Regions from separate parts of the Mus musculus genome. Here all the other regions are linked to region 2. Evidence: chromatin contacts called from public HiCAR-type and promoter capture Hi-C data. All regions are on one chromosome and are shown on one strand. Each heading gives the region's core, a stretch centred on a gene start, on an enhancer-like site or on the middle of the called end of the contact. The rest is flanking DNA. Distances are from core to core; before and after follow the strand shown.

Region 1 (5,201 bases), core at 282-2,781, 950 kb after region 2:
GGCATTTCTGTTATCTACAGAAGTACTGTCTGTCTCAGAGAGATTCAAAATTTAGATGGGACTACAATCACACTTAACTTTTAGGAATTAAAATACCTGTTACCAAAAACTACTTTGATGAGTAGTGACATGAGTGCTTTTCAGTATGAACTTTTGGAAAACTGAATGCAATTCTAAGTATCCCACACACACACACCAAGAAGTTAACACATGCCCCTAACATGGAGCCAATTTAATATTTAACACGTTGCACACCTTTCTCATAAACAATTCAAGGGATTACCCCAAAACACTATCACAAAAGTAAGTTGCCTATGTTACACTTCAGCCCTTCTAAATTGACTTACATCGAGCCAGAGCCATTCAGGTCAATCTGAAGAAGTGACACCACCGGTAGGAGGCAACCAAGAGGAACAAGCCCAACAAGAACAAAATTATGACAGATGCTAAGGGAACGCTCCAATTCTTGCCACCTCCTGCTTCTTTCACCTAGCCCGTGTAGAAACGTTTCTTAAATTTATCCCTCGGTTACAATCTGGCGCCGGCATTCAAACACTTCTGAGCGTGCTGCTACCAAAGTGAATTAGCGAAGGGAGAGGGGAGACTGTTGCCCCCTGATCGTAGGAGGGAGGAGATAATGCAAGGAGCGGTTGCTGGGAGACAAGCCATCCTAGCGTTTCCGAGGCCACTCGGTGTGCCTAGAACTCCAACCATGACAGTCTTCACTCGCATCCCTTGTTGGACAGCGTCGCTTGATGGATAGCGCTCTTGGTACCGGGGAGGCCCACGCGGTGCTGATGCTATAAAAAGCCCAGGGGGATAAGGGGAGAAAAGAAAAAAAGAGGCGGGCGGGGAACTTACCCAGTTTCTTCCACATGGCGAGGTGACAGGCGAGGAAACCTTTGCGGATGGCAGCGCACACCTTGGCGGGCTCGGACGAGGTGAAGCCTTTCTGCTTCTTGATGAAACCCCACAAGTGCTCCCGGGCAAACTGTGCCGCCTCCCGACCGCCGTGCCCGTCGCACACTGCAAAGAAGGCCACCGAAGAGCGGCGGCGACAGCAGCGGCCAGCGGGTAGCGAGGCCGCGGCGTCCGGGGCAGGGTCGCGGGCCGCCGCCGGGCCTTTTTCCGATGGCCCGACGCCGGCGAGAGTGGGGGTCGCCGGCAACCCGAGCGCCCGCCGCGGTACCGGCGCCGGCTTGTCCTCCGCAGCCGGCTCGGGCTCCACCACGATCTGAGTTACGTCCTCCATGTACTTCCTCCCGCCCTGGTCCGAGAAGACGCTCACTCCCAGCGAGTACAGCCCCGCCATGGCCGGCTGCCCGGGATCCCGCCGTTCCCACGCAGCCCGCCGAATTCCGAGGCGGGAGACACACTCGCCGCTCGCCGGCCAACTATTGTTTATCTTCGACGAAGCCGAGAGTGAAGAGGAGGCGGTCCCCGCGGCGGTGGGGGGGGGCGCGTGATGTCGGGACTTGTCCGCGAGAGCTGGGCCGGTCGAGTCGCGGGCGAGAGGAGCCGAGCAGCTGCGCCTGCGCACTGAACTCGCTCCCCGCCCGCCCGCGCCCACCATACAAATCAGACGTTCTTTCCCCCCCTTTCTCCTGATGACGTCACTCGGCTCGCTGAGACAGACCAATCAGGAGTCAAGAAGAGCAAGCTCGCCCCCGCCCTCCTTCCACCCCCGCATCTCTCTGCAACCGCTGATCTCGCTCGGCCCGCCGACCGGGGGAGCGCGCTCCTTGCCCGGTTTGTTTTCTCCAGCCTAGGGCTTCTGTACCCTGGGGGTTTTCCGCTGTTACTAAGCGGCTGAAGCCTCAACCTGTCATCTTTTTTTCCCCTTAAATCCCTAACGTGAGACTTCTGGCTTTTCCCCTTTGGTCCTTTTGCAGAGCCAGTTTTGCCTCCCGCGATTGTGGAAAATTTGCAGAGGTCAAAGGTAGACTTGACCTTCCACTTATTTCAAGCGAAATGGCGCGAAAATGCCCTGCAAAGTCGTTGGTCCGTGCGCTAGACCAGCGTAGCACGCGTGAACTGGCTTGGGTGGGACTTGTCCGGCTGGGAGTTAAGGGAAGCAGTCGGGTTTACTTAAGAAGACTTGGAATTTTCCACCGCCAGTTGCACAGCCCTGTTTTCCGCGATAACGTTAGGTCGGAGACCTGTCGGCGAGTTTAATTCCTAACACTTTACAGCCCTTTTTTTTTTTTAAGTATTTTGCATATTTCTTCCTCTTTTCAGCGTCGTTAATACTTTTTCGGACTCGTCTTGAATACAGCTATTACTGCAGAATCTAAGTTACCGTTTGGAAAAGGAGCATACAACAGGATCTCCATGCCCTAAAGACACGGTTATTTCCCTCCGTTCACAGAAGTTGACAGTCCCAACAACAAAATGAATGCTTTTAGACTGATTTCCACGAAATTGAAATAAGTTCTCGAGTGATCAACTTAATATTTTCTTAGCACCATATTCTTTTGAGGGAGTCAACGTGTTCCTTTATTATTTTCTGTACAGCCTTTGAGATTTCACAAAAAGCGTAATGGAAACTTATTTACAGCAGCATGGGAAATGCAAACAACAAGGAAAGGCTTTATGCTGGCCTGCCTTTCAACAACAGTTTCTATACCTCCCAAGACAATTCCTTTTAAAATTGTCATTAAATATTTATTTCATTTTCATTATGTGTGTATCTCTGTGGATGTTGTGTGGAGTCCCAACCCTCCGCCTACAACTGGAGTTACAGGTGGTTGTGAGCCAGATAGGCGCTCCAAACCAAAAAGCAGTGCAGGCTCTTAACCACTGAGCCATCTCTCCACTCCCCTAAAACAGCATTCTGAAATAACTGGGCCTTAACTTTTTTTAATTACTTTTTTTTTATGTACATTGGTGTTTTGCCTGTATGTGTGAGGGAGTCAGATTTCCTGGAACAGAAGTTACATACAGTTGTGAGCTGCCTTGTAGGTGCTGAAAATTGAACCTGGGTCCTCTGGAAATCCAGCCAGTGCTTCCAACCACCATCTATCTCCCCGGTCCCTTTAACAGTTTTTTTTCCCCATTTTTTATTAGGTATTTAGCTCATTTACATTTCCAATGCTATACCAAAAGTCCCCCTACCCACCCACCCCCACTCCCCTACGCACCCACTCCCCCTTTTTGGCCCTGGCGTTCCCCTGTACTGGGGCATATAAAGTTTGCGTGTCCAATGGGCCTCTCTTTCCAGTGATGGCCGACTATGCCATCTTTTGATACATATGCAGCTAGAGTCAAGAGCTCTGGGGTACTGGTTAGTTCATAATGTTGTTCCACCTATAGGGTTGCAGATCCCTTTAGCTCCTTGGGTACTTTCTCTAGCTCCTCCATTGGGAGCCCTGTGATCCATCCATTAGCTGACTGTGAGCATCCACTTCTGTGTTTGCTAGGCCCCGGCATAGTCTCACAAGAGACAGCTACATCTGGGTCCTTTCGATAAAATCTTGCTAGTGTATGCAATGGTGTCAGCGTTTGGATGCTGATTATGGGGTGGATCCCTGGATATGGCAGTCTCTACATGGTCCATCCTTTCGTCTCCCTTTAACAGTTTTTAATTCATTTATTTGTTAGAATTGAACAGAACCCTTAACATGTTTAGCAATTATTGGAGCAATTTTGTGTTTTGGGGTGTGGGGGAGATGTTGAGACAGGGTTTCTCTGTGTAGTCCTAGTAGACCAGGATGGCCTCGAAGTCAGATCTGCCTGCTCAGCCCCTGGAGTACTAGAATTAAAAGCCTGTGCCAACACTGACCAGCAGGGGCAACTATTTTAAACTACAATTTTAAGACATCTCACAGTGTAGCCCTGGCAACGATAGAGTCCTGGCAGGTTTTAAACTCATTGCTTCCAGAGTGCAGGGAATAAAGGGGTGTGACACACCTAACTAAAGACTTGGGCAATTTTTTTTTTTTTTTAACCAGGAGTAAAGCTGGGAACCAGCAAAGTGACTCAGCCAGTAAAGGCCCTTGGTGACAAACCTGGCCACCTGAGTATTGTCCCCACAACACACACAGTAGAAGAGAATAGCACATGTAAGTTGTCCTCAGACATCCAGATTCAGAACATGGCATTCTCAAGCCTACATACATACAATAAAATTATTGGTAGGCAGAGGCAGGAGGATCTCTGGGAGGCCAGCTTGGTCTACAGAGAGAGTTTCAGGGCAGTCAGGGATACACAGAGCTCCTGTCTCAAAAAAAAAAAAAAAAAAAAAGAGGAGGAGGAAGAAAGTACACATACTGACATCTTTTATTGTTTTTGTTTTTAAATTAAATATAATTACATCATTTCCTCTTCTTTTCTTCCCTTTAACCCCTCCTATGTGTCACATCCACTAACTTGTGTGTGTGTGTGTGTATACACACATATGTACACATATATATACATGTATATTCATATGCAAGATCAGTTTAAGAACATACAGAAAAAGGTCTAAGTAGATAGGCTAGGCATAGCCATACAGATCTATAATTATAGTATTTGAAAAGCAGAGGCAAGAGAATCAAGAGTTCAAGATCAGGGCTGGAGAGATGACTCAGTGGTTAAGAGCACTGACTGCTCTTCCAGAGGTCCTGAGTTCAATTCCCAACAACCACATAGTGACTCACAGCCATCTGTAATGGGATCTGATGCCCTCTTCTGGTGTGTCTGAAGATAGTTACAGTGTTCTTACATAAAACAAATAAATAGAGGCAGGCAGTGTTGGCACACACCTTTAATTCCAGTGCTTGTTTTGTTTTTTGGGTTTTTTGTTTTGTATATTTGGTTTTTTTCAAGACAGGGTTTCTCTGTGTAGCCCTGGCTGTCCTGGAACTCACTCTGTAGACCAGGCTGGCCTCGAATTCAGAAATTCGCCTGCCTCTGCCTCCCAAGTGCTGGGATTAAAAAAAACAAAAAACAAAAAAATTTAAATTATATATAGATAGATAGATAGATATAGAGAAAGAGAGCGAAAGAGAGAGAAGAGAGAGAGTTCAAGGTATCTTCCTCTTCAGTTACTTCAGAAAAAGCCCTTTTCACCAACTCTCTAAATTCAATCCCTGGAATCCACTCACAGAGTGGTAGAGGAGAACCAACCCTGCACACTTCTCCTCAGGGGAAATGTGGACCATCACAGGAGGCCCTGACCATCATACACACACTCGGGATTCTAATACACCAGAATAAAATTA
Region 2 (5,355 bases), core at 1,659-4,158:
GACCCACAGAGATCCTGCCTGTCACAGAGATCCTGCCTGTGCCCCGGAAGTGTTGGGATTAAAGGCACATGCCACCAAACCCAACCAATAATTGTATGCTTTGTAATTGTGAAATCTATTTCAATTACATTTTAAAAAAATATGCAGAATTGGACTTGATGGTGCACATCTGTAATTTCAAGAACTGGAAAGCTGAAGTGGTAGGATCCTGAGTGCTAAGGCTTCACATATAACAAGACCTATAACTCCTCACTATATCTCCTTCCAATAATAGGAAATATATCAAGTATTATGTGTATAAGACATTTGTTACCATCTACATTTGACCACATTGGGTATCTATGGCATATGATTATATATGATACATAATAGTTACAGATGATTGCATATATTTTGGTTCACAGTACTAAAGGTATTACTCTGAATCAAATGGGATAATTTGAGAAACACTGTATCACATCTCAGTTTTTCTGTTTCCTTTGCTGATTCTCTACCCTGAAAGCTGAGTTTATTTTCTGAGATTTTCCCTCTCTGAGAGCCTTAGAAATATTTTAAAAATTTTTTGTAAGCTAAGTGGTAGTAGTACAGGGCTTTTATCACAGCACTCTGTCATGGACACACAGAAAAAAACTGTCTTGAAGAAAAAAATTTAAAAGAAATGATCAGTCAAGCTGGGTGGTGGAGGCACACACCTTTAGTCCCGCACTTGGGAGGCAGAGAGACGTGGAGCTCTTTGAGTTCAAGGGTAGTCTGGTCTTCTGAGTTTTAGGATAGCCAGGGCTACACACACACACACACACACACACACACACACAAATCCTGTCTTGGTTGGTAATTCGTTGAAGGATGCTCAATTTTTTTTTTTTGTTTTTAAATATTCATTTATTTCCTTTTTCTGAGTTTAGGTGTTTTGCCTGCATATTCTGTGTACAATATGTCTTCAGTGCCCATAGAGGCCAGAAGAGAGTTTTGGAAATGTAATTACAGACTGTTAGCTGCCTTGTGAACTCTGGTCCTCTGGAAGATCAGCTAGTGCTCTTAACCATTAAGCCATCTCTCTGGCTCCAGAAATACTTTTTTTTTTCTTTTCTTTCTAGACAGGGTTTCTCTGTGTAACTCTGGCTTTCCTGGAACTCACTCTGTAGAACAGGTTGGCCTTGAACTCAGGAAATCTGCCTACCTCTGCCTCCCAAGTGCTGGGTTGAAAGGCGCCACATTTGCTCAGAAATATTTAATAAGCAAGCCAAGCCAAGCCAAGCCAAGCCAAGCAAGCAAGGAAACAAGCAAACAAGGAAAAACTATTGTGTGTGTGTCCTGCAGAGGCCAGAAGAGGGTGTCAAACCCCTTGGAGTTTTGGAGCCACAAGTATAGGTACTGGGAACTGAACTCAGGTCCTCTGAAGAGCAGAATTTTTTTTTTTAAAGATTTCTTTATTATTATATCTAAGTACATTGTAGCTGTCTTCAGACACCTAGAAGAGGGCATCAGATCTCATTATGGATGGTTGTGAGCCACCATGTGGTTGCTGGGATTTAAACTCAGGACCTTCGGAAGAGCAGTCAGTGCTCTTAACCGCTGAGCCATCTCTCCAGCCCAAAAGCTGCATTTTAATAAAATAGTTCAGAGGCTTGACAGATGGCACAGCATGCCAGGTGTTGGTCGCTGAGCCAGATGACATGAATTCAAGTCCCAGGACATACATGGTGGAAGGAGAAAATGAGCTTCCATGAGTTATTCTTTTTTCTCACAAGTAAACACATGCACAAATGTCACACACACACACACACACACACACACACACACACACACACACACACACAAACGCGCGCGCGCGCGCGCAAGGTCATGCAAACCTTGGGTGAACCAGGAACAACAACCACAACAAAAAACGTAAGCTGGTGAAGATGGCACAATCCTATAATTCCACAATTTGAAAGGCTGAAGCAGAAGTTCAGAGCAGCCTGGACTACATAGTGTGGCGCTGTCTCCAGAACATTTATTATGAGATAAATAGACTTGCAATTTTTAAGATGGTGAGACTTTAGTTTTGATTTTCTTTCACAAGTGCCACATATAATATTGAGAAGGTTCCACTGAATTCGTTCCTAAAATTCACTCTTGAATAGGATTTTTGTAACCTCGAGACCCGAGAAAGCTACCAAACATAGAGCCTCTAGTATGAGCCCTGGGCAGACAGAGGGGTTGTGTCAAGTACCAGTCATCCTTGTCTACATAATGAACTCCAGGCCAACAAGGACCACATATACCTTGTCTGAAAAACAAAACCAACCTCGAATGCAAGCCGGAAGTGGTAGCATGCGCTTATAATTTGGGTACACACCATAAAACTAAATAATGAAAAGTTATTACACTTTGGCCTTAGTGTATAGACTTATGATTAATTACTTTTTTTTTTTTTTTTCGACACATGGTTTCTCTGTGTAGCCCTGGCTGTCCTGGAACTCACTCTGTAGACCAAGCTGGCCTCGAACTCAGAGATCCGCCTGCCTCTGCCTCCCAAGTGCTGGGATTAAAGGCGTGCGCCACCACTGCCCGGCTTCATTACTTTTAAAATTCCCCTACACACAGGTCTTGGGATTCTAGAACTTTCTAGACCGCACCGGCAGGGGTTTAAAGGAGGCTGCAATCGGGTTCCATTAGGCAAATTTCTGTGGAGGAACAGAGCGGACAACTTTTGCCATTTAATACATTATTGTTATTTAAATGTCGCGATAATTGGTTCGGGGGTCGGGATTTCGCTCTGACCGTTTAGGAACTCATCTGACAAGGTTCCAAGAGAAAAGCTCTGGAAAACAAGAAAGTGTAACACTCCACGCTTTCGGAAGCGGGGAGGGCGGTGACGGAGGAAGGGGCGGGCCTGCGCATGCGCAGAGCGGCCCTAAGCTGGCTTTTCTTATCGCCGCCGACGTCTTCTCAGTGCTGTACGGTGGCCGGCGCGTGCCAGAAGCTTGGGATGAATGGAGGTGCAGGGTGCAGGTTGAACTAAGTCTCTGCTTTCCCCTCTCTCCTGGTTGCTTCTCCCTTTTTTTTCCCTTTCCTTTTTACTTTTTTTTTTTTTTTTGCAGTGTCCCCATTCTGATTCTCGCTCTGTCGACGGCACTGTTGGTGCCAGCGTCAGAGTTCTTGGTGCCTGAGTCGACTCCGGGCATTGCCGGGGTTTGGGGATCTGGATAATCACCTAGGCCCAACTTCGGACCGCGCTCTCCATTTCTGCCTCGTCTGGCTCTCGGAGGCGGAATCCGAGTGGGTCCCTTGAGGCTGGAGGGTTGATCTTAAGGTATGAAGCGTCGGCTTCTCGGGCCCAAGTGCCGCTTTGTCTGAAGTCCGCCTGACTCTTCGCAGCCCGGGTCACTCGATTCTCATTGCTGCCTGGCAGAGACCCCTGAGTCCTGTCACCTCTGCCTTGAGCTTACTCTACTGTTAAAAGACCAGCGCTTACTATTGAAACAGCAGCATTTCTGCCTACGATTCTTTGTCCACAGCTCTGCTAGGGAGTAGGTCTTAAGACTGAGTGGTCTCTGTTAACTGTTCCATGTCACCTCTCTTTTCTGCTACCTTTTGAAAATTTACTCAAAACCACAGTGCCCAAGTGAGACTCTCTTTAACTCCTTCAGCTGACTGTACATACACATCTACCTCTATAACAATAGGGGTACGGAATAGCGTTGTGGCTTTCAGAACCATGCCTCTGACATTACTTTTGGCCCGTGAGATGATTTACCAGTGTTTCCATGTAGTTGGGAGGTAGAAAGAGAAGCCCAACTGATATTTATATTTATCTGGTAGGCTTGTAAAATGAAAGAGATCTGGCTGCAGCCGTTCATTTTCTCTCCATATTTCATGGAACTCATGTAATGGGCATAATGAGGGAAGTCTTGGCTGTGTTCAGGGTAGGAGGGTTCACTGGGACACAAAGTATTAGAGCAAATGATCTCTAAATTGAGAAGAAACATTAATCTGCAGTTTTCCTTCTTATCTTCCAGATGTCAGTAGAAACATAGAGACAGAAACCTGAGCTTTAATTGTGCCAACAACATTGCCAATGCAAGGACCTACTAAGTATTTAGTATACTTTGTTAGATTTTAAAGAAGGTTGTCATATATGTGGGAAGTAGATACCGATTTTCATTTTGTTGTTTTGGACTCCTTAGGATCGAGAGCGATGACGCCCGAGGGTACAGGCCTGCAGTTTGTCAGCCCTTTTGCTTTTGAAGCTATGCAGAAGGTGGATGTTGTCCGCCTGGCGTCCTTAAGTGATCCGGAATTAAGACTCCTCTTGCCCTGCCTGGTGAGGATGGCACTTTGTGCTCCTGCTGACCAGAGCCAAAGTTGGGCACAGGATAAGAAACTTATACTTCGCCTCCTGTCTGGAGTGGAAGCTGTCAACTCCATTGTTGCACTGTTGTCTGTGGACTTCCACGCTCTAGAACAAGATGCCAGCAAAGAACAGCAGCTTAGGTAAAGTTCACTTGTGTGTTAGGACTTGGGAGTTACTTGATATTCCAGAGGAGGGGGTTGTAATGATGCTCAGGTCTGTCAGAGCTCCCCCAGCAAAGGGAGAGTAATGTCTGAGAAGCATTTGACAGAGGTCTTTTCTAGTTAAATTCCTAAGAGCTGCTTTCTGTGTTATAAAATGTTGCTCAGAGAAGATTAGCTACATATTAGGTCAGTTACTCTGAGTGGGGACTGAGGAGGAGAAAGTCTTCTAGAGTGGAAGGTTTTATGGGAATGACTGAGCTTTTAAAATTACGTTGCTCCCCACTCCCCCCCCCCCAGACTCCAGGCTGGTTTTGTATCCTTTCATGTCCCTTGTGTATCTGAAAGCTATTGTTACTGAAGTCTGTGGCAATTACTAATTTACAGTTTCTGAGCTCTTGCAATATATAGACAAACAGTGTTTCGGAGGAATGGAAACCATTTACAATGAGTGGATTATTGCAGGAAAGGATTGCCTTGCCAGTGTCTTAATGTGTTTCCCATGTTTGGACTTCACTAGGCATAAACTTGGAGGAGGCAGTGGAGAGAGCATCCTGGTATCACAGCTTCAGCATGGGCTGACACTAGAGTTTGAACACAGTGATTCCCCTCGTCGATTGCGGCTTGTGCTGAGTGAATTGTTGGCAATTATGAACAAGGTGCTTTAAAAAAAACCTCCCTTTTCTTTTTTCTTTTTTTTTTTTTTGCATTTTTTTTTCGAGACAGGGTTTCTCTGTGTAGCCCTGGCTGTTCTGGAACTCACTCTGTAGACCAGGCTGGCCTCGAACTCAGAAATCCGCCTGCCTCTGCCTCCAGAGTGCTGGGATTAAAGGCATGTACCACCACGCCCAAAAACTC
Region 3 (5,246 bases), core at 416-2,915, 740 kb before region 2:
CCAGATCCCAGCCCTCCCTTCTTTTAGGCGATGGGTACTAAGGCCTAAGGGCACAGAGGAATTTAACCTCAGAAAGCAGCCTTGGGCTGGTAATCAAGCTTTTGATAATCTAAAGAATTTAGTATATCTTCTTAAAGATCCAATCTCAAGTCTTTTCAAGGTTGTGGTTAGTTAGCTGAAGGCTTTTGGACTCCAGGATTTATAATTCCCAAAGCAGTCAATTGTAAATATTGACAGTGCCCCTACACTGAAACCGGTATCTGCCGGCAAAAATGAGTGGTTTTGTTCTTACTAACGTTGGGACTTTTTTTCATCCCTAACCATGCGATGTACATTCACTGAAGACAATTTAGTTGATTGCATATGTATTAAAAACAGCTGGGTGGAGTGACAGGTGACGTTTTTGAGTCACCCGGGGATCTACCCAAATACCAGCCTGGGTTTGTGTGTAAACTGCTGCCAGATAGGAGACCAAAGGTTCCTGGGCCTCCTTCAGCACCCCAACCCCGCATGAACTTTTTTTTTTTCTCTTTTTCAGTAACCTGGCTAGCTTGGACCGATCTAACCAAGAATGACCTTAAACTTCTAACACTTCCCAAGCCTTGGGTTATAATTGGGCTATAAAGCAGAGAACCACCTTGTCCAATTACCTTGTGTTTTTTTCTCTTCTAAAATAGCAATGAAAACATGTATTTTGCCCCAACACCATTCAGAATCCCAGTGTCTTAGAAAAAAGGGTGGGTCTGCCGTGTCTCCCCCGCCCCCCCCCCCGCAGAAATTCTTTTATCAAATTGACCTGTTTTCCGGTAGGAAGACTCTGCCCCACTCCACCCACCTGGTGCCTCCCTGGACTTCCCGACTGTCATGAGTTTATTTTTTAACCCTCTCTTCCTTGAAAAGCACCACCCCACTGACCCAGAATGCCAGTTCCTCCCTTTTGGTCACCTTGACTACTCTTATTGTATTTTCTGTTGCTAATAGACCTCACTAACCATTAGCAATAGGGATCCCAGTTTCTCTATAGTCTTTCTCTATGCTCTTCCACTCTCAGTACTGGGGATCCAACCCAGGGACTCGAACACACCAGACAACCCTTTCCTAGTTTTAATTAGGAAATTTCGAGCAGGGCAGAGGAAATAGAGAATCTCCGCTTCTGAGCAGGGCATGGGTGGGCATGACGAGACTGGTACTATCTTACTAAATACACCTGCCTTGAACTCTGCGGGTCACTTTTAGTAACTTAGGCTCTGGGTCAGGAGTGGCTTAAAAAGTGGAGCGAGGAATTACTATCTAGGTTCTCAAAACAAAAGCACTGTAAATCCCACTTCCCAACATAACCCCGGGTCCTGGGAATCCCAGTAAAGCCAGACAAACAGGCTCCTATCTCAGAGAGCTCCCCCACTCTAATCACCTCTTCTCCCAGCCCTGCCCGCCAGCTGCCAGGACTGGCGGGACCCAGACCTTGCCACACTCCTCGCACGCGCGCCCCGCCAGGGCCGAGGGGCGGGTGGGGGTTGGGGGCGGGAGGCAGGGAAAGCAGGGGCGGAGTTCCGTCCTCCAGTGATTGGCTCCTGGCGGATGGGCTGCGGCCGTGCAGGGCCAACCAGTGGCGTGTTGCTATGTGCTGAGCCGATGGGATAGGCGCGGGGGCGCGTCTGTCACCCGGCAAGCCCCCAGCCCGGATTCGGAGGGATGCGGAGCGGCAGTGGCGGCGGCGGTGGCGGAGACTGTGGCTTTAAGAGCGCGCAGGGAGCGCTAGAGTCAGCCGTGCAGTCCTTCATCGCCAAGCACTCCGGAGAGCCCGGCGCTGGCCGGACCGGGCAGCCTACCGCCAGGTATGAGGGATCTCGAGCTGGGCTCGCGTGGGCGTGGGGCGCATTCCGCTCCAGTTCGGGCTGTGCGCCCTGGGGACGGTCGGGCTCCTGGGCTGCGTGCAGCCGGGCTCGGCTGGGGCGGTGCTGTCGCGGTCCCGAGGGGGCTCCCCGAAGGTTCCCGGGGTGCTAGGGGCGGGGAACGGGTTGCTGCAGCCACGTGACCGGTTTGTTTACAAACACTGGCGCGCGCTCCGGGTTCGGGACTCGGCGGGTGGCGACGAGCCGCCTGGCAAATATGGGGACCCAGAGACCTGAGCGCCAACGCCTCCCTTGTTCGGCGTGACCCACCCCCCACGGATGGCACCCGGCGGCACCCGGCTGTATGGTCGATGTCTCCATTGAGATAGTTGGGTCTGGGGCACGTCGCCCTCTAAAGTCCCCGGAGCGCTTCGGCAGCCCCAAGCCAAGGGAACCACAGCGAGTTCCTGCCTGGACGCTTCCCGGCGCCTCCCCTGCGGCCTTGCCAAGGGGTGGGCACGAACTCTGTTGCCAGACTCGCTGCGGGGGCCTCTGCGGAGAGTCCCTCCCGCAGCTGGCTCCTGCCTCTCTTCCTGCTTCAAGTTTACCTGCCTGGTTGCTGACTCCCTTCGGGTGATTTTTTTTTTTTTCCGAAACAGTGGAACCTTACACCCGTCTCCTGGCTGGCACTTAGGGGGAAGCACTGTTGCTTTGGACCCCTCGTGCAAAGAACTGCCTGCCACCTCTGACTTCACTTTTACCCACAGTTTTTAAAAAGCTGAGCGAGCATCCTCCGGTTTGCCTAGCCTTCCACGGCCCGGCTGCTGGAAATGGCAAATGCGCCGGAGCCCTGCTTTTTGGCTTCCTTGTTGATTTGTTGTTGCCACGTTGGAGGGTCTTTGAGCCACTGAGTTGGAGTCCTATTAGTCTTTTGTTCCTCATGCTTGTCTTCGTTCTCGCAAGATGGGCTCCCTGTCCAGAGCACTGAACAACAAGCCTAGGGATTACTTTTCTGAACCCCATTTACAGAACATTAGAGGCACAAAGGAATTACAGTAAACCTCATGCTTGAGGCTCTGCAGTAGTCTGCCTGGTTTGGGGGTTTACAGGATCTGGTCAGTAAGATTGGGTTGCTTTTCCTTTTGGCACACACTGCTGTAGGTTTTACCTGAGTTCAGTCCATCAGCTTTCTTAGCATTTGATATTCTTATCTTTGAGGAAGTTTCACTCTCTTTACATCATTTTGTAAATTCTGTAATTTGTCAAAAATAATGGCTTTATTAGAACATTTTCATACACATATCTCATTGTGACTGGTTCATACTTAACTATGACTGCTCCCACCCCCGGTTTTGTACTGAGCTGTGATGAGTGACTGGGTTCTTTACAAGCCCGGCCTGAGAAGAGCTGGGGAATCTTACCTTAGGCACTGTGATTTGTCCCGGATTCCACGACAGGGTCGGATGCGATAGAGCGGGGTACCTGGGCTCGTGCACTGCCTCAGTTGGGCTCTGCCTAGTTTAGGGTTCAGTAACATCACTTCTTAGATCTCTCTGCTTGCCTTGAGATAAGGGTGGGAAATGGAAAATAAAGAACACAGATAAGAATATGTGCCTTTGCCAGGCAGTGGCAGTACACGCCTTTAATCCCAGCATCTGGGAGACAGAGACAGGTGGGATCTCTGAGACCAGCCTAGTCTACAAAGCAGGTTCCAGGACAGCTAAAGCTACACAGAAATCCTGTCTCAGAAAAACAGTGACTAGTTTTCCCAGCCGGGAGTGGTGGTAAATATCTAACCCCAGTACCCCGTGAGGTAAGTTCTGATCACTGCAAGTTTGAGGTCAGCCTGGGCTGTATAAAGGGATTCCAGGTTAGGCAGGGCTATGTAGGGAGACCCTTTGTCTCAGAAAACAAACAAACAAACAAAAAAAAACAAAACCAAACAAAACCCCTTCAATTCTTTAGAACCATGATTTTCAAACTTGGCTAGGGATCCGCAGTAAGGGATACATTATAGCAATGCATGCTAGCCTGGACTAGACATTCTAGGAGGCAGTGACTGTTGCCATACTACCTGCAGTATGTATGTGCTGTTCTTTTTCCTGCTTCATTAGAAAAACAACAATCAGCTGGTGGTCATGACTCATTAATTTGATTTCCTAACCAAATGGGTCACGACCTTCAGTTTGAGAAACATTGGTTCAGGGCGGAGGTCCTCTAGCCTGGCTGTGCATGAATATGTCCAGAGTAATATTTAGAAAGACAGCAGGGTTAAAAAGTTTGTATTTTATATATACAAAGATACATTATACATGTATACGTATAGTGTGTATAGATGCTTATTCTCTCTGTCTTTTTTTTTTTTCTTTTTTTTTTTTTAGACAGGGTTTCTCTGTATAGCTCTGGCTGTCCTGGAACTCACTTTGTAGACCAGGCTGGCCTCGAACTCAGAAATCCACCTGCCTCTGCCTCCCGAGTGCTGGGATTAAAGGCGTGCACCACCACGCCCGGCTCTCTGTCTTATTTTGAGAAAGGATTTCATATTATACAGTCTAGTCTGACCTGGAACACATTACATAGCTCCAGGCTGCTTTTGAACTTTACTACAATCCTCCTGCCTCACCCTCCACAGGATAGAGATTCCAGGCGTTGGACACCACACATCTGTTTAGGGGTGCTGATGGGGGGAGGGTGCTCCTTAGCTGATTCAGCTTGCTGATTACTGGGAGTTGGCGGCAATGAATATTGAGAATGGATGTGAAATGCAGCGTCAGGTAGATGGCTCCTACCTTTGCAAAGTTTAAGGGGCCTGGCGTGGTACTATGCAGCTATGGTCCCACTCAGGAAACCGAGGCAGCCAGCTCTTGCGCTCTGTGCCAGCCTGGGCTGCAGAGTGGGATCCTCAAAAGCTTTGGTGAAGAGAGTAAGACTGGCAGGCCTTGCACCCGCTGCACCCCAGCTCCTCTGAGGCTGCCGCTCACAGTTCTGGAGCAGTGTCTGTTTCTGAGTGTGTGTGGGGGTGGGAGATGTGAGCCCCGCTGGGGAGCTGCTGTGCTGTTCACAGATTATGTGAATTTTCATTGTCATAATGATGTTAATGGTTTTGAGGCAGTCATTGTGCCTAGGGGATTAACAACTGGCCAGCAGAAGAAAGGATTGATTTTGTTTAATGTCTGGCTGGTATTCCAGACTGTGTAGCCCCAGGGAAAAGCAAGCTGTGTCTTTATTTTGATTTGGGGGTTGGGGGAATCAGGGACTTGTCTATCATCAGATGTTAATAAGAGACTCAGGTTCCCACATCCCTTGCCTAGTCAGCTGGCTCCTTCCCACTGCATGGGCACGGTGTGTGCAGGTGGATCCAGTTAGTCATCCGGTTTCTGGTGCTTTTTACCTTTGCCTTTAAGCACAGATAAC
Region 4 (5,154 bases), core at 1,404-3,903, 900 kb after region 2:
CCAGCAATTGGAGGTAGGGATCTTGAGACCAGCCTGGTCAATATAGTGTGTTTCAGACTAGCCAGAGCTACATAGAAAGAACCTGTCTCAAAAAAAAAAAAAAAAAAAAAAAAAAACCTGGGAGTGAACCTGGGAGTGGGGATTGGCAGCACATATTTGGAATCTCAGCTTTGAATGATGGAGGCAGGATCTGTTCTGCTATATAACAATTGTTAAAACAAATAGGAACTTGTCTCAAAATCCCAAAGAAAAAGCAGTTTGCCTGTTTCTTATATTATTCTATTGTCTTTGCTGAGTCCAAGTATCCAAATTCTAGCCTTTAAAGATGAACTCAAAATGTAAACCTTCTTTTAAGTTTTTTAAATTATACTATTTTTTATTTATTTATCTACTTATTTAGTGGTGCATGGGGGGGGGGGTATGGGCCATGAACTTGGAATTGGTCCCCTCCTCCTAACCTGTGGGACCCAGGGATCAAACTCAGCCCCTCAGGCTTACGGCAAGCTCAGCCCCACTGAGAGTGTTCCCTTCTTGTGAAGCCTTGTTACTACTACTATAGCCTTCCAAATACACAAAAAGTGCAAAGTGTTTACAGAAGCAACCACTATCCGAATGGACACTCTGGGAGTTTTGGAGGAGAGTCTGCTTGTTTTCAGACAGGGTTTCTTTATGTAGTCCCAGCGGGCCTAGAACTTGTTTTGTAGACCAAGCAGGCCTCAAACTCAGAGATCTGCTTCTGGCTCCGAAGTGCTGGGACTAAAGACATGTGCTACTACCACCCAGCTCAAACAGATATTCTGAGTGGGAACTGTTTTCTAGAATACTGCTTTCTTCAGCTTACGTGACGGCCTGAGGGCGGACCACGACTCCGCCAGTACAACGACTGGGTCTCCGAGGAGAATCTGTAGCCATTGTTTCATTCATGAGACCTGTTTCCAGAGAAAAGAAAAGTGTCAGAAGGAGAGGTGTACGATTATTCATTAAATATCCCTTTGCCAAACTGTGACAAACCATGAATTTTCCCAGAAACTTGTGGCCTAGATCTCTCAGAGACCTGCCAGCCCAACTGATAGGATTATAGGTGTGTACCCACCACACCCAGGAAGTTACTTTTCTTTTTTTAAGATAGGGTCTTACCCAGGAATTGAGGCTGACCTTGAACTATGCAGTATCTGAAAGTCAAGACAGTTCAGTCTTTGGCAGAATCTTCCTATAATTTATAACTAGGAGGAAAAGAGACAGAGAACTAAATGGGAACTATATAACACAGGATCACTTAGAAAAACAAATATAGGGCTGAAGAGATGGTTCAGGGGTTAAGAGCACTGACTGCTCTTCCACAGGTCCTGAGTTCAATTCCCAGCAACCACATGGTGGCTCACAACCATCTGTAATGGGTTATGAAGCGCTCTTCTGGTATATCTGAAGACAGCGACAGTGTACTTACATATATAAAAATAAATAAATCTTTAAAAAAAGAAAAATAAAGAAATGCAAATATAAAGCTCAGTGGGACATAACATACCAGCAGTTCCAGTTCCCAGGAGGCTGAGGCAAGGAAATTGCCTTGAGTTCAAGGGCAATGTAAGCCTGAGATTCTTAGTATTTTATTTTTAAAAATATAATAATAATAATAATAATAATAATAATTTAAAAAGCTGGTCACAGGTGGTGATGCATATGCATGCCTGAGAGGCAGAGGCAGGAGGATCAGGAGTTCAAAGTCAACCTTAAGGGCACAGCCATATAAAGACCAGATGGCCCATGTGAGCCTCAGAACAAATACACGTAACAGGATACCACTCTGCCTTCAGATAAATCTGTTGAGGACAGATAAAACTGTGTAGCCACATTTAAATAATATTTTAACCTCCAGCTATTGTAACGTAATCACCAGCGTGTAAACAAATTTGGAATATAAACTCGTATAATATAAGGAGCCTCTGGATTTTCCCACAGTCTAAGTAAGTCCCAGACCTTGACTATCTAATGAGTTTCTGAATCATAGAGGTGGTTTGGAGAGTACAGAGTCTGCTTCATTATGGTTAAAGGGGGACTGGCAACAGAACTAAAGATGTCTTACAAGGCTCAGGAAAGCCCACAGCCTAAAAGCATCACTTTTAAGAAGGGTTCACTGTACCACCTCATTTGAAAAACCCCAAACTGTTGATCCCCACATTCCTATACAACCCAAACAACCCATTGTCCCAACTAGTCCAGCTACCCCTTTCTTAGGCAGTACCTTTCACCAGACCCCTCAGTACTCTCATCTTCATTCCACCCTCTATTACCCGAACCAGTCTCCCCACCTCTGTCCTTTAAAGGCCTTGTCACTTGAGAACAGCTCCTCGAAAGCCCCTCGGGCCCCACTCTCCCCAAAGTCACGGGAACAACACTCCACACTTCACCTCCAAAGCCCTACCACCACTGCCCCCGGCCGCCCTCTGGCCTCTTGCCCAGCTCTCCTCCAGTTTCAGCACCTTTCCCCGTCAACTGGGGCTGGTCAAGCCCTGTTTCCTCATGCTGCCTGTCCCTTTCCCTCTCCAAACCTCCCCTAAGCCAAAGACCCGCCAGCCCTCTCACCGGCCGCTCCGCCGGTAAACGCTGTTCTCCAGCTTCAGGCTCACTGTTTGGAGTCTCCCTCGTGATTGACGGCTAGCACTTCCTACCACGCCTCGGCGGAACCACCGCATCAGCCAATCCCAGGAGCAAACTGGCCCCGGCGCGGCACCGCCCTTGGAGGTCAGCTTCGCCAACCAGCGAGTAGGAAAGAGGCGGACCCGCCTTCAGAATCCATCCAATCCGCTGGGGCTGGAGGGAAAACACAACAGTATGGAAGTTCGGGTGAAGCGGGTGGGTCAGGTTCGGTTGTGAATGCAGGCGGCAGGGGAGAAAAGGCAGGCGTGTCTGCGGGCCTGGAAGAGGCACCTTGGTGGATTTTCTGTTTTAAGGAAACGCTACATGCACCAAATACCTGCGGACCTCAGCCAGAAGTCTCCAGCGAGGAGCCCGAAGCCAGGTATACTGGTGTGTTTACATCGAATTCTCGCGACAGCTGATTTGAAGCTAAAAGCACGTGGACGTGGCAGCTGCCAATCACTTTTACCTGACCACTCAGGCTGCCCGAGCCCGCCCTCCACCCCGCCCGCGGCGCTGTGTTTACCTTCCGGGAGTCTAGGCTGGCAGTCCGTGTTCAGTCCCCTGCTGAGTACGTCTTGCTCTGAATAAGGGGGCCTGTAAGAAATTTTGTTGGAGTCCTTAATGGTTACTGTCATAGGAATGGATGTTCGTGAACATCTGGAAATGGAGAGGCCCCAGACTTTGGAAGGGGGAACTTGTTGCACAATATAGGGATCCATAGAGAGTCTAAGAAGACTACCTGGGGCTTTGCAAGATGGCATTGGATACGTCTTAAGGGTTCATGGAGTCTCAAGTAGTCGTAGGCCGGGAGCTCTTGCTTAAAGAAACCCACAATCACACTCCTAGCTTTCCCATATATCTTTCCCCTGAGCACCTAGTAACCTGTACCAAAATCTCTTTTTATGGGATTCCAGTAACACATGCACTATATTCCCTATATTCCCAGCACTGGTGTACATAACAAGTTCTAAGCCAGTCCAGTGCCACCAAGTTTGAAAACACTGTCCCTTCCAAAAAATCTTTTTTAATAAGATATAATTCTTTTAAAAATAATAAACGGGCCTGGAATTTGGACATGATGCTCCTGCCTAGATGTGGACTAGGCGGCTAGGTATGACCAACAAGGAATTCGTAAAAGTACCTTTGCCTATCATACAGGTTAAAGTAGACTTTTTAGGCATGTCATCAGTGTCAAGAGTTAGCTGGAGGTCGTGGTCAAGGCCAAAAAAACTCATTTCCATGGCCATATGTCTTAGTTAGGGTTTCTATTGCTGTGACGAAACACCAAGACCAAAAGAAACTCGCTGGCTGGGCAATGGTGGGGCACTCCGAACTCCGAGCACTTGGGAGGCAGAGGAAGGCAGATTTCTGAGTTCGAGGCCAGCCTGGTCTACAGAGTGAGTTCCAGGACAGCCAGAGCTACACAGAGAAACCCTGTCTCGAAAAAATAAACAAACAAAAAACTTGTTGAAGAAAGGCTTTATTTGACATACAGATCCTAAGTCCACTGAGGGAAGCCAAGACAGAAATTTAAACCAGGCAGAAACCTTGAGACAGGAGCTGTAAAAAGGCCTAGAAAAAGTACTGCTTACTGGCTTACTACTCATGGCTTGCCCTGCCTGATTTTTTATAGACTCCAGGACCACCACTCCAGATACAGCACTATCCACCATGGCCTCAATCACTAATTAAAATGCCCTACAGGCCCGCCTAAGAGCCAGATCTTATCTTGTGGAAGCATTTTTTTTTCAACTGAGGTTACCTCCCCAAAAATGACCATATCATTCACCCAAATGATAAGGGACGTTTTTCCTTATTGAGCTCTTCATAGCTTAGAATCAAAAGAAGAGGGAATGAGTGGGAATGTTTATGAATAAGAACATTACTTCTATCCATCTCCAACTTGCAGTGTGGACATGGATCCAAGGTAGACATACAGTCCAGTGGCTACGAACATTCCTGACTTAAATGTCTTAGTGGACCGCAGTAGCAACAGGAAAGGATTTTTTTTTTCCTCTTCTGATTCTCTCAGACTAGGCAAGTTGTCTCTGGATGAGGCTCTAGGGTTTCCTGAGATAGGCAGAAAATGGGCAGATGCTGTAGCCATGTGATGAACTGATACAGCTGTCTTCTAGTTTTAACCCTTTGTGGTCTCAAAACCTCCTCTCAGGGCTTGTGAGATGGTTCAGCAGGTAGAGGTCCTTGCTGCCAAGCCTGACTATCCGAGGTCACTCCCCAGAACTTACATGGAAAAAGAAATTAAGTTGTCCTCTGATCCCACCCCCAAACATGTAACATAGCATCCCCCACACACACCCAAAAATGCATAGTGATTTTAAAAAATTAAAGGCCTCCTCTTAGTCGTTATTAGCAGATGAAAAAAAAAACCTATGTTCAGGGCCATTCTTCCCTACATAGGGGATTCAAGACAATCTCTGCTATACAAGGAAGGCCTTAATATACATAACTATATATGAATGAAAAAGGCAATCATGTGCTTGTAGCAGACATAAG

What was found. Promoter capture Hi-C pulls out the DNA fragments that hold promoters and counts their contacts. HiCAR-type assays count read pairs that join an accessible place to other places.
Region 1: a contact with region 2 is called in a HiCAR-type map of astrocytes, with 5 times the contacts expected there. The contact joins the promoter of Ppm1d here to the promoter of Ints2 in region 2. A contact is called at or near these places in 6 of 39 promoter capture datasets (the C10 cell line, hippocampal neurons, liver and 2 more), 6 of 115 datasets of contacts at active chromatin or transcription factors (the NIH/3T3 cell line, astrocytes, bone marrow-derived macrophages and 3 more) and 1 of 9 other capture datasets (liver).
Region 3: a contact with region 2 is called in a promoter capture Hi-C map of pre-B cells, with 8 times the contacts expected there. The contact joins the promoter of Ypel2 here to the promoter of Ints2 in region 2. A contact is called at or near these places in 4 of 39 promoter capture datasets (hippocampal neurons, liver, pre-B cells and 1 more) and 3 of 115 datasets of contacts at active chromatin or transcription factors (large pre-B cells, pro-B cells and stem cell-derived neural progenitor cells).
Region 4: a contact with region 2 is called in a HiCAR-type map of astrocytes, with 3 times the contacts expected there. The contact joins the promoter of Bcas3 here to the promoter of Ints2 in region 2. A contact is called at or near these places in 1 of 39 promoter capture datasets (embryonic stem cells), 3 of 115 datasets of contacts at active chromatin or transcription factors (astrocytes, bone marrow-derived macrophages and memory CD8 T cells) and 3 of 9 other capture datasets (adipose tissue, liver and pancreatic islet).

Annotation. Positions count from the first base shown.
Region 1 is chr11:85,307,584-85,312,784 of GRCm38.p6, reverse strand. It overlaps Ppm1d (protein phosphatase 1D magnesium-dependent, delta isoform), which reads right to left and starts at 1,531. Exons shown (of 6, transcript NM_016910.3): 1 at 862-1,531. The coding sequence starts at 1,312.
Region 2 is chr11:86,255,147-86,260,501 of GRCm38.p6, reverse strand. It overlaps Ints2 (integrator complex subunit 2), which reads left to right and starts at 2,908. Exons shown (of 25, transcript NM_027421.3): 1 at 2,908-3,298; 2 at 4,173-4,479; 3 at 5,018-5,156. The coding sequence starts at 4,184. All of the region lies in intron 2 of Brip1os (BRCA1 interacting protein C-terminal helicase 1, opposite strand), which reads right to left.
Region 3 is chr11:86,990,181-86,995,426 of GRCm38.p6, reverse strand. Ypel2 (yippee like 2) reads left to right here and starts at 1,665. Exons shown (of 5, transcript NM_001005341.3): 1 at 1,665-1,835. It overlaps Gm51915 (a long non-coding RNA gene), which reads right to left. Exons shown (of 3, transcript XR_003949754.1): 1 at 4,622-5,246; 2 at 3,254-3,393; 3 at 1,090-3,084.
Region 4 is chr11:85,350,663-85,355,816 of GRCm38.p6, reverse strand. It overlaps Bcas3 (breast carcinoma amplified sequence 3), which reads right to left and starts at 2,653. Exons shown (of 24, transcript NM_001166643.1): 1 at 2,584-2,653; 2 at 842-929. The coding sequence starts at 924.